Regions from separate parts of the Mus musculus genome. Here region 1 is linked to region 2. The links are chromatin contacts, called in public promoter capture Hi-C maps. All regions are on one chromosome and are shown on one strand. The core of a region is the stretch at or near the end of the contact, and the rest is flanking DNA. Distances in the headings are between cores, read along the strand shown.

Region 1 (4,844 bases), core at 289-2,788, 630 kb before region 2:
AAGGTGAAAGAAGGCTGCTCCTTCCTTCCTTCCTTCCTTCCTTCCTTCCTTCCTTCCTTCCTTCCTTCCTTTCTTTCTTTCTCTCTTGTTTTGTTTTGTTTTTTGAGACAGGGTTTCGTCCTGGAACTCACTCTGCAGACCAGGCTGTCCTCGAACTCAGAGATCCACTTGCCTCTGCCTCCCGAGTGCCGGGATTAAACTCGTTTGCCACCACCAGTGCGGAAGGCTGTTTCTTCAATGCCTTCCCATCTGGCAGGACACACCGCACCCAGTGAGAACGGGTGGCTTTGGCCCCTAGTGACCATGTCACTGCCCCACCTCAGAGCTAGTGTCTAAGCCTCATCAGTTTCCACTCCTCTAACACAGGAGCCCTATCCTGGGCACCCACTCGTGACCAAACCCCTGCTAAAGAACCATGACCACAGACAGTTGTGTGAACTGACCACTTTGTTGGAGGGTCGCCCAATATGTGACACAGTAAAGGTGACAGACACCTGGTGGAAGTGACAGACACATGTGTCAATTATATGGACAGGGCTCAACTTGGCCCTAGAACATGAAGAAGGGTGTTGGGGGGTGGCGGGGGGCGGCACGAAAAGCCTAGCTTTGTCAGTCAAAGGCTGGGAATGCCTAGGATGGTGGCTGAGAAGATCCTGGGTCTGGTCCCCATTTGACACCATTGCATATACCCCTTCTTTAGAGATGCCTCAAAGACCTGTGAGCCCTGGTCCTCTGGGCTGTATGGGAGGGTATCGTCCTAATGTAGGCCTGCCCAGCCTCCTAGGCCAATGACTTTTTCCTTCTACACCGAGGCCCTCAGCCTGCCAAGCCCTGTCCAGGCTGTCCCTGGATGCCCCTCCAAGAGTGTCCCAACCACTTGAGCTCCATTCCATAGCTGGACTCAAAGCCAGTGGCTGAAGGCTTCAACATCTTGGACATTAGCTGCTGCCTGCTGCTGGGTTGGTTCTCCACAGGACTTCTCCCCTAAGCCGAATCCTGTGGAGGAGGCAGTAAAGGAACTCCCTGTTTGGACCTCAGTATCTCCATCAGGCTAACCCTGCCCTTCCTTCTAGCCATCCTGTCACCTGATGTTTGTGACCTGAATGAGTTAAGTCCATAAGAAGCAAGGGGCACCCCTGGCCACTTGCTCACTGGTGCCCCTTGTAAAACAGGTCAGTTGGGGTCTCATGCTAGCACACCACAGCGGCAGAGGTTCCTGTAAGGAATAAGCCACTCCCTTGGTGGGCATCCTTTGTCATCTATCCTCCACACATCCTTCTGGTCCTGGGTAAGATGTCCCTGATTCCTTGAGGCTGTCTTGGACACTCAAGTGAAAACAGGGTCTGCTCTTGGGGTGGTGTTCGCAGAAGGCAAGAGGATGGTGGGGGTAGTGCAGAAGGGAGACGCTCTCCCACCACAAGGAGTCTGAGGTGAAGGGGCCAGCGGAGGGGGTTCTGGAGTAGAATGGATACAGTGTGGTGGAGTGCTGAGCAAGCACACGGGTCAGGAGGGACACAGGGAACATGAGGGCGGAACCCCGAAATGCATCCGCATCTTGCACAACCCAAGCTGATGATTTGGGGGTGTTCTGACTCTGCTCCTGTGTAGTGTCATTTTTCCAGTTACTGTTGGGTCAGCATCTGCGGGCTGGGCCACCTTCCTTTTGCAGATGGCTTGAGGGACCCCGCCAAGGTCCCCTAGCCATAAGCCCAATCAGCCACAGTCCATGGCTCTTTCTGGTGGATCCTGGGCGTATGTCCTCTTTCAGACCAGATGAGGATCTGGGACAAGTGGACCTGTTGTGCTTTCTATAGACGTTGACACCTGAAAGGTCCTCACGGAGATGGAGAACCGAGGGACGCTGTTTTGTTCCCTCGCTGCTCAGTTCTCAGGCTCTCATCTACACAGCAGGTGAGGGAATGGGGTCGCAGTTTAGAAAGCAGGGGGGTATGCATGGCCTGGTGTAGCTTGGAGAGGCACTAATTAAATCATTACAGACACACCCCCCCCCCGGTTTTGTTTGTTTTTGTATTTTGAGACAGGATCTGGTCTCACTCCGTAGTCCAGGCTGGCCTTGAACTCACAGAGATCTGCCTGCCTCTGCCTCCCAAGCACTGGGATTAAAAGTGTGCTCCACCGTGACCAGATTCTCGTCAATCCTAATCTGATAACAAATCATGATCCTGGTACTATCTCGCTGAGGGTCCAGGGCACCAAGGTGCTGAGCAAGGTTGCGTTTCAAGGATCCTCACATCCCCTTTTGCAGTTGACCCGGCAGGTGCCATGGGTGTGAGGGAGGGGTTAACCTGGCTGGAGAGTGGGTGGTGGCAGAAGGCAGTGAGCTAGAGTGCAGAGAGCAACAGCCAGGGGTCCTTCCTGGAGTCCCTCCCAAATTAGTGGCACTGGAGTCAATGTTTTCCCAAAATTAACTATCTGGGAAGAGACAACAGAAAGTCATGAAAGACAGGAAATGGAGTTGTCTCCCAATGAAGTCAGGAGGGAGGAGAGAAGGCATGTGGGAAATTGGAGAGGAAGTAGGCTGAGCGTGACAGGTGTGGGGAGAAGGGAGCACCTGTTGTCCAACTATACAGGAACACCTCAGCACGTCAAATAGGTCCTCCCCCCAGCAGAGCCCCGCTGCCCACAGGGGATCTTAAAGGACACACGTGGAGAGGATAGAAACGCTGCAGGTTCATCCTATAAAATTAGCAATGCTCAGACACAGCCAGTGTTTGCCACAGGCTGGACCAGGCAGTTGTGGGTAGAGGGCTGGGCCAAACCAAAGCTTCATCCCTAAGAGAAGCAAGGGAGCTGGGGAGAAGCTCAGCTGTGCAAACATGACGGCCTGATCCCCAGCACCTCCAGAAAAAGCTTGGCATGGCAGTGTGGGGAGGTGGAGGCAGGAGGATTGCTGGAGCTTGCTGGCCAGCCAGTCTCGCAGAATCAGTGAGTTCCAAGTTTACTGAGAAGTGCTGCCTCAAAAATCAAGGTGGAGAATGGTTGAGTAAGACACCTGCTGTTGGCACTCTCTCTCTCTCTCTCTCTCTCTCTCTCTCTCACACACTCACACACACACACACACACACACTGGGTATACCCATTTCTCCCCGCTCCAGCAGAGGCCCCTGGCCCTCAGGAGATGCCGCAGGTGTAACTCACTCTGCCTATCAGTGTTGGCCTTGCATCAGGGACTGATGGGGGGACGTGGCATGGGTCTCTGAGTGTGGGGGAGTCATAGAGGACAGGACTGAGAACAGGGACACATCCACCAGGTGATGGGTGTTAGGGGACAGAGACACACACATCAAGAGATCAGGCCACGAGGGGTCCTCATCTCACCATGGGTGGCAAATGCCCAAAGGTCAGGTCCGAGCACAGGTCCCTGATGGAGAAAGCCACACGCTCTCTCGGAGCCACCCTGCCCAGGGAATCGGGTGACAGGCTGTTCTCACTGAAGCCACTTCAGAGCCCCTCTAGTCCCATCTGGGGTTTCCTCTTTTGATGAAGAAGGAACTAAGCCATGTGTTGGCCAACATCCGGCTGCTGAGTCCAGGCAAGCAGGTGGCTGCTGGCCAGCCCACGTTGGGGGACACACTAGGGACACAGTGACAAGAGTTATGGCCCCAAGCCAGATCTGGTCAGACCCAGGCCATCTGCACAGGATTATGGTCTCTACATCTTTTTCCCCATCTCTTTTCATCCAGCCCCTTATTTCCTGTGCCCAGTTTTGAGTTTATGAGTTCTGAGTTCAGTCCGCTTGCCCCAGCTTCTTGAGCAACTGGGACTAAAGACATGTACCCATGCACTCAGCTTTTCCCCTGGAACTTTTCTTTTTAAAGACAGGGTTTCCCATAGCCAAAGAGAACCTCAAACTTACTAGGTAGCTGAAGATAACCTTGAACTTCTGACCTTCCTGCTTCTGCTTCCTGTGTGGAATTACAGGAATTGCATCATAACACCCATTTCTCCCATAGGTGTTTTCTCTCATCCACCACTTGGGTATCCAAGGTTGCGGGAGCTTCTGTGGTATCTTAGGGCCCCAGTTTCTAGAGGGGCTTCCTGCTCATACGACTGAGGGATAGGGAGTCAGGGGGTTTGAGGAACTAAGCCCTGGCCCCGCACTTTATGGCTTGGGAAGAATGTTTAGAGGGGCAGAGGCTGGCTGGAGGGGATCAGGGATGGATGGATCTTATACCCCTGCAGGGAGGGACTGTCTGGGAGCGGAAGGTGGTGTCCCAAGAGTATAGGGTGGCACATGGAACCCAGCAGGGAAGCACATAAGCTTTATTGTCGTTCCTGATTAGAAAAGTGGGGCCTGAACCCCTGAGTTGAGGGCTGGGGCTCTACCCAGGTCACCACTGGCAGGAAGTACCAGCATGACCTGCAGCCCCCACGGGCATGGCTGCCTCTTGATGGCTGCCAAGCCCAGGCACTGAGGCTGGAGCCAGCAGATACTGATGGCTGTCCAAGGTCCCTGGGTCAAGAAACAACAAAGGCAGCAGTCTCCAGGGTGACCTGGGCAGGCTCCATGAGAAGTAGGGTCACTGGTGTATCAGCAAAGGGAGGGGCATATCCTGGTCCTTCTGGAATGTCCTGAGACAGAGGCCAGTGCTGGCCCCTCGTCAAGTCCAATCATGGATTTGCTGCATGTCCTTGGGTGGGCAGTGACCATTCTCTGGACTTGGGTTTCTATGGAGCTGTCCAGTTCTGATCTTCATGGCCCTGCATCCGGTTCCCACATGTCTCAGGTGGCCGCCCACACAGCGGTCACAGTTGGACGGAAGTCCGTCCCTGACCATGGTCCAGCGGTGGCCACCTTGGGCTCTGCACACAGGAGAGGGATA
Region 2 (4,911 bases), core at 2,315-4,814:
AAATAAAATAAATAAATAATTTAGAAAGATATGTTGTATGAGAAAATTATCTACATCCCACAAACAGAAATTTAAAAATGAGTTTAGCAGCTGTCTTTCCACCTTCCTTCTTCCTCCTCACCATCTCTCTTACTTCCTCTTTTTTTTGCTCCTTCTGACTTTTAGAGAGTATCTCCCTCCAAAGCCCAGGGTGGCCTGGAACTACCTAAGCCCCAGGAATCCTAAGGTGCCACCACACCTGACTTTTCACTGCGTTTACAAACATCAGGGCGGGATCCAAACTTGAAATTGCAAAGGCAATGCCATTTATCCTACCATCTAAAAGACCAGATGCCAGGACATGAACCCCAGGACCCGTGAACGACCTGTTGTATGAGCTTTGGAGAGGCTGCTATAAACCATCAAATCTCGTGACTTACCAGGAATGCATCCTCTCAAAGATCTGCTCACTTTGTGAGTCTGAGCGGCATGTTAGAAGGGCTGCGGACCCTTCAGAAGTCTCTCACCTTCCTTGGCACCCAGCGTCCGCAGTGTTTGGCTTGTTGCTAAAATACTGATTAGCTCCAGTGTCTGTCTCCATAGCCACAATCTTCACGCCTGTCTTCTCCACGGCCCTGTCCCTCTCTCTCCTGGCCCCTTCCCCTCTTCCTCATACATGAGCTCTATGGCTGTAGGGCCATCTGGATGACCTAGAATGATGCTTCCAAGATGCTTAAATATATCTGAAGAGCCCTTTCTTCCACATGAAAAGGCCACATCCAGGTCCTGCAGATGAAGTTAAGGGTGGCATGCTCTGGTGAGGGTCATGGTTCACTTTACTCTGACTGTAACTGGAAACCATGATAGACTACAGCATAAACTAGACAGCAATTAGCTAAGTGAACGACGTGCCTTATTTATACGTGGGAAGAAGACTCATGACTATCAGAACGTCACACCCTCGCTGATTTATATTTCAGTGTAGTACTAAGCAAAACCCAGCAGTCTTATCTTAGAGAAGTTGAAATTTTGATTATGAAATGTATATGGAAAGGCAAAAGACCAGACAAGCTTCGACAACTTTGACATCCCGTGGCCCCTTGAATGATTCTCCTTCCAGAATGTTAGCATGTGTGGTCCTGGGATAGAAAGTTTTCTTCATCGATTATAAATATTATTCATTTTAACAGATTTAGTGAGAACTAATACACAATCCTTGGCAATTTGGTAAAGGTGTGTGTGTGTGTGTGTGTGTGTGTGTGTGTATGTGTGTGTGTGTATGTGTGTGTATATGTGTGTATGTGTGTGTGTATGTATGTGTGTGTGAGTGTGTGTGTGTGTATGTGTGTGTATGTGTGTATGTGTGTGTGTGTGTGAGTGTGTATGTATGTGTGTATGTGTGTGTGAGTGTGTATGTGTGTGTGTATGTATGTGTGTGTGTGTGTGTGTGTGTGTATGTGTGTGTGAGAGTGTGTGTGAGTGTGAGTGTGTGTGTATGTGTATGTGTGTGTATGTATGTGTGTGAGTGTGTGTGTATGTATGTGTGTGAGTGTGTGTGTATGTGTGTGTATGTGTGTGTGAGAGTGTGTGTGTGTGAGTGAGTGTGTGAGTGAGTGTGTGTGTATGTGTGTGTGTGAATGTGAGTGTGTGTGAGTGTGTGTGTGTGTGTGTGTGTGCTAGCAGGGATCCAGCCCAGGGCCTGCTGCACACCAAGCATGATTATCCAATGAACTACATCTGTAGCCCTGATTGAGTGGGCTTTGACATATGTCGTTGAAACCAATACCACAGTCAGAGTATGGGATGTCTCCAGGACCCTAAGAACCTCCTGAGACAGTGCACGGAACCTCCCTCCCCAGCCAGGGAGGCCACAGACCTGACTGTGGATTGGCTGCAGCTTAAGGCTGAATCAGAAACAATGTTCCCTTTTTCTGTCAGATTTCTGTCTCAGCATCATTTGGCTGAAGTTCATTCCTGTTACAAGATGTACCTGCAGCTTATTCCTTTTAATGGATGAATAATATTGTCCCCAGTGGATATTCCACCTTTTTAGTTTTTTTGAACTAGTCTCTCTCATGTAGCCCTGGCTGCCCTAAAACTCACTATGTGGCTTTGAACTGTAAGGGACCCATCTGCTTCTGCCTCCTAACTGCTGGGGTTAAAGGTATGTGTCACCACGCCAGCTCACTCCATAGCCGTTTATCCAGTCACAGGCTCATGAGATTGGTATTGCTTCATTCAAGCCTTTGTAGATATTTAGGAACAGCTGGATGATATAGTAGTTCCATATTTGAGTGTTTGAATGTCTCTTAAAACTACGTTCCAGAGTGATTGGGCCATTATGTTCCCCACAGGCAATATCAGAATTCAAGTGTCCTTATATCTTCAGTTATACCTAGTATGGTGAATCCTACTCGATTTTTTTTTATTATTTTGAAATCCTGCCTCTGTAACCCCCACATGTGTGTACATGCCTAAGTGTGTGCTTGTGGAGGCTCGAAGTTGATACCAGGTGTCTTCGTCAGTCACTCTCCACTTTATTACGACAGGGTGGGTCTCTCCCTGAACCTGAAGCTCACAGTGTGGCTGGACAGGTTGGCCACCGAGTCCCCAGAACCTACTGTCTCTTCCACCAAGCTCTGGAGTCACAGTGACACAGTGCCAGCCCTGGTTGTTTTTGTTTGTTTGCTTGCTTCTTATGTGGGTGCTAGAAGATCAGAACCTGAGTCCTTATGCTTTCATGGCAAATATTTTCCCAACTGGGCCATCTCCTCCTGTTGTTACTATTACTGTTGCTGTTGCTATTGTTTTGAATTAAAAGTAAGTAGACAGCCGGGTGTGGTGGTGCACGCCTTTAATCTCAGCACTCGGGAGGCAGAGGCAGGCAGATTTCTGAGTTCGAGGCCAGCCTGGTCTACAAAGTGAGTTCCAGGACAGCCAGGGCTATAGAGAAATCCTGTCTCGAGGAAAAAAAAAAAAAGTAAGTAGACCTTCTAACTGAATTCTAGTACCTGATTGTGGATCCCCAATGAACTTCAGCGATTTGCTGTATTTTTAAAATAGGAGACCTAGGCTATTTTACTTTATACTCTAAAATGTCTTTGAATAAATTGAAATTTATTTCTTAAGTTTTCCTTTTCTTGAGAATTTCTGAAGGATTGGATTTGGGGAAAAAAAAAAAACAACCCAATCTGTGTTGTAACAGCTGCCTTCCATCCTTCCTCAGTCCCTGTCTCTAAATATTACTCAGTAAGAGTAAACCATCATTTTTCTAGACTCTGACTGATGCTTTTTTTCTTCTTCTTCTTCTTGGTTTTCCTGGCCACCACACATTCAGCACACAGTCTCGCTTGCCAGATGTTTGGCTTCCTGCTTTCTATATTTAAAACACACGGAGGAGATATAGCTGTGATAGCCACATAATTTTTTATTTTCTTCTTTGGGTCAGTGATTTAAAATGTTGACATCATTTAAATTTGAAGGCACAAGAATGCCGGTTCCCTAACCTCGGTTAGGAAAGGGTACAGTCTTCCGCGGGGCTGGGAGGGAGGTCAGGCCAAGGCCCGGAGGCCTCCTCTGCAGGAATTCTGACACAAGGCCTCCTGGCTGTGGGCCAGAAACTGAGTCATGGCGAAAAGCTGCCTGCAAAATAAACCTTTGGGCTAATGAAAAATGCTGCTTTAGAAGGCCCTTTGTCAGAAACGAAGTTAGAGGTCTGAACACAATAGCCCGGCCTTCATTCAGGCCTGACTAGAAACACTCTGGAGTCCTCCCAACCCCCCTCTAGGTTAGGGACCCTTGAGCAGCCCATACCGAAGGAGGGGCACACACACACTGGGAACAGACAGCAGCCCCAGGCAGAACGGCTCTTTTCTATAGGACATTCCGAGCCAATCCTGTGAAGATTGAGAAGGCCACAGGAGACCACATGTGCTCACCTGGCAGAAGGGACTGGCTTTCTGGACACAGGACCATTAAACGTGAGCTCTTTTGCTCCTTTGTTCTGAGAAGACCAAATAATTCTCTGTCCCTCCACAGGAAAACAGAGCCAGAGGGTCATTCTGGTGACACATTTCTAAGAGCCATCCACACTTTCCCAACTTTTTTGTTTGTTTGTTTGTTTATTTGTTTTTTTGAGACAGGGTTTCTCTGTGTAGCCCTGGCTGTCCTGGAACTCACTCTGTATACCAGGCTGACCTCGAACTCAGAAATCCGCCTGCCTCTGCCTCCCAAGTGCTGGGATTAAAGGCGTGTGCCACCACCGCCCAGCCCAGCTTTTTATTTTGAGGCAAAATTTTACTATGTACGCCAGGCGAGCCTCAAAGTCACAGAGAGCTTCCTGCCTCTGCCTTCCGGGTACCGGTGCGAGTCACTAAATCCAGCCCCGTTTTTATTAGTCCACTGTTAGGGTTCTTTAATCTCAGTGTTTATGTCAATCCAGAATTGTCCCAGCTCCCCACACTCACCCTCTTTGAAATAAGGCATCATGTATCTCAATTGGCCTTGCATTCACTATGTAGTTTAGCCAAGGGCAACCTTGAACTTCTGGTCTTCTTGCCTCCACCTGGTACATGACTTGTTTATGTGAGGCTTCCTAGATGCTAGTTAAGCCCTGTACCAACTGACCTACATCCCCAGCCATCTTTCTGCTTCCCTCTCAGCCTGGCCAGCGTACAGGCTAGATTCTCAGCTTATCACTTTCAAACTTCAAGTCTCAGAGTAGGTCCAGAGTTGCCTGAAAAGCATCAAAGCAGATTCCATTTGGAGCCCTGTTCATATTCATTCATCAGTCAGGGCTGCTGTCCTGGTCCCTTACACGAGCAGAAGAGATTTGATAAATCGTCTGAAGTGAAAGGAAATCTGTGCTGGCTTCATGTGGTGGTCCTGTGATGAATGAGTGGGACCGTGCAGGTGGAACACCGAATGAGGTGC

Evidence for each region. Promoter capture Hi-C pulls out the DNA fragments that hold promoters and counts their contacts.
Region 1: a promoter capture Hi-C map of liver shows a contact between it and region 2, with 3 times the contacts expected there. The contact joins two enhancer-like sites. A contact is called at or near these places in 5 of 39 promoter capture datasets (cranial neural crest, frontonasal cranial neural crest, liver and 2 more), 4 of 484 Hi-C or Micro-C datasets (the G1E-ER4 cell line, LSK cells and liver) and 3 of 115 datasets of contacts at active chromatin or transcription factors (bone marrow-derived macrophages, microglia and pancreatic cancer cells).

Annotation. Positions count from the first base shown.
Region 1 is chr13:49,195,670-49,200,513 of GRCm38.p6, reverse strand. Ninj1 (ninjurin 1) reads right to left here. Exons shown (of 4, transcript NM_013610.3): 4 at 4,263-4,844. Among named protein-coding and RNA genes, the nearest start is that of Ninj1, 11 kb to the right of the region's middle. Within about 2 kb of position 1,538, at least 34 of the 459 cell types and tissues checked have an H3K27ac peak or open chromatin away from gene starts, as enhancers often do. A contact at or near this core is called in liver, where this site is marked.
Region 2 is chr13:48,565,119-48,570,029 of GRCm38.p6, reverse strand. No RefSeq gene overlaps it. Among named protein-coding and RNA genes, the nearest start is that of Gm25232, 4.8 kb to the left of the region's middle. Within about 2 kb of position 3,564, at least 233 of the 459 cell types and tissues checked have an H3K27ac peak or open chromatin away from gene starts, as enhancers often do. A contact at or near this core is called in liver, where this site is marked.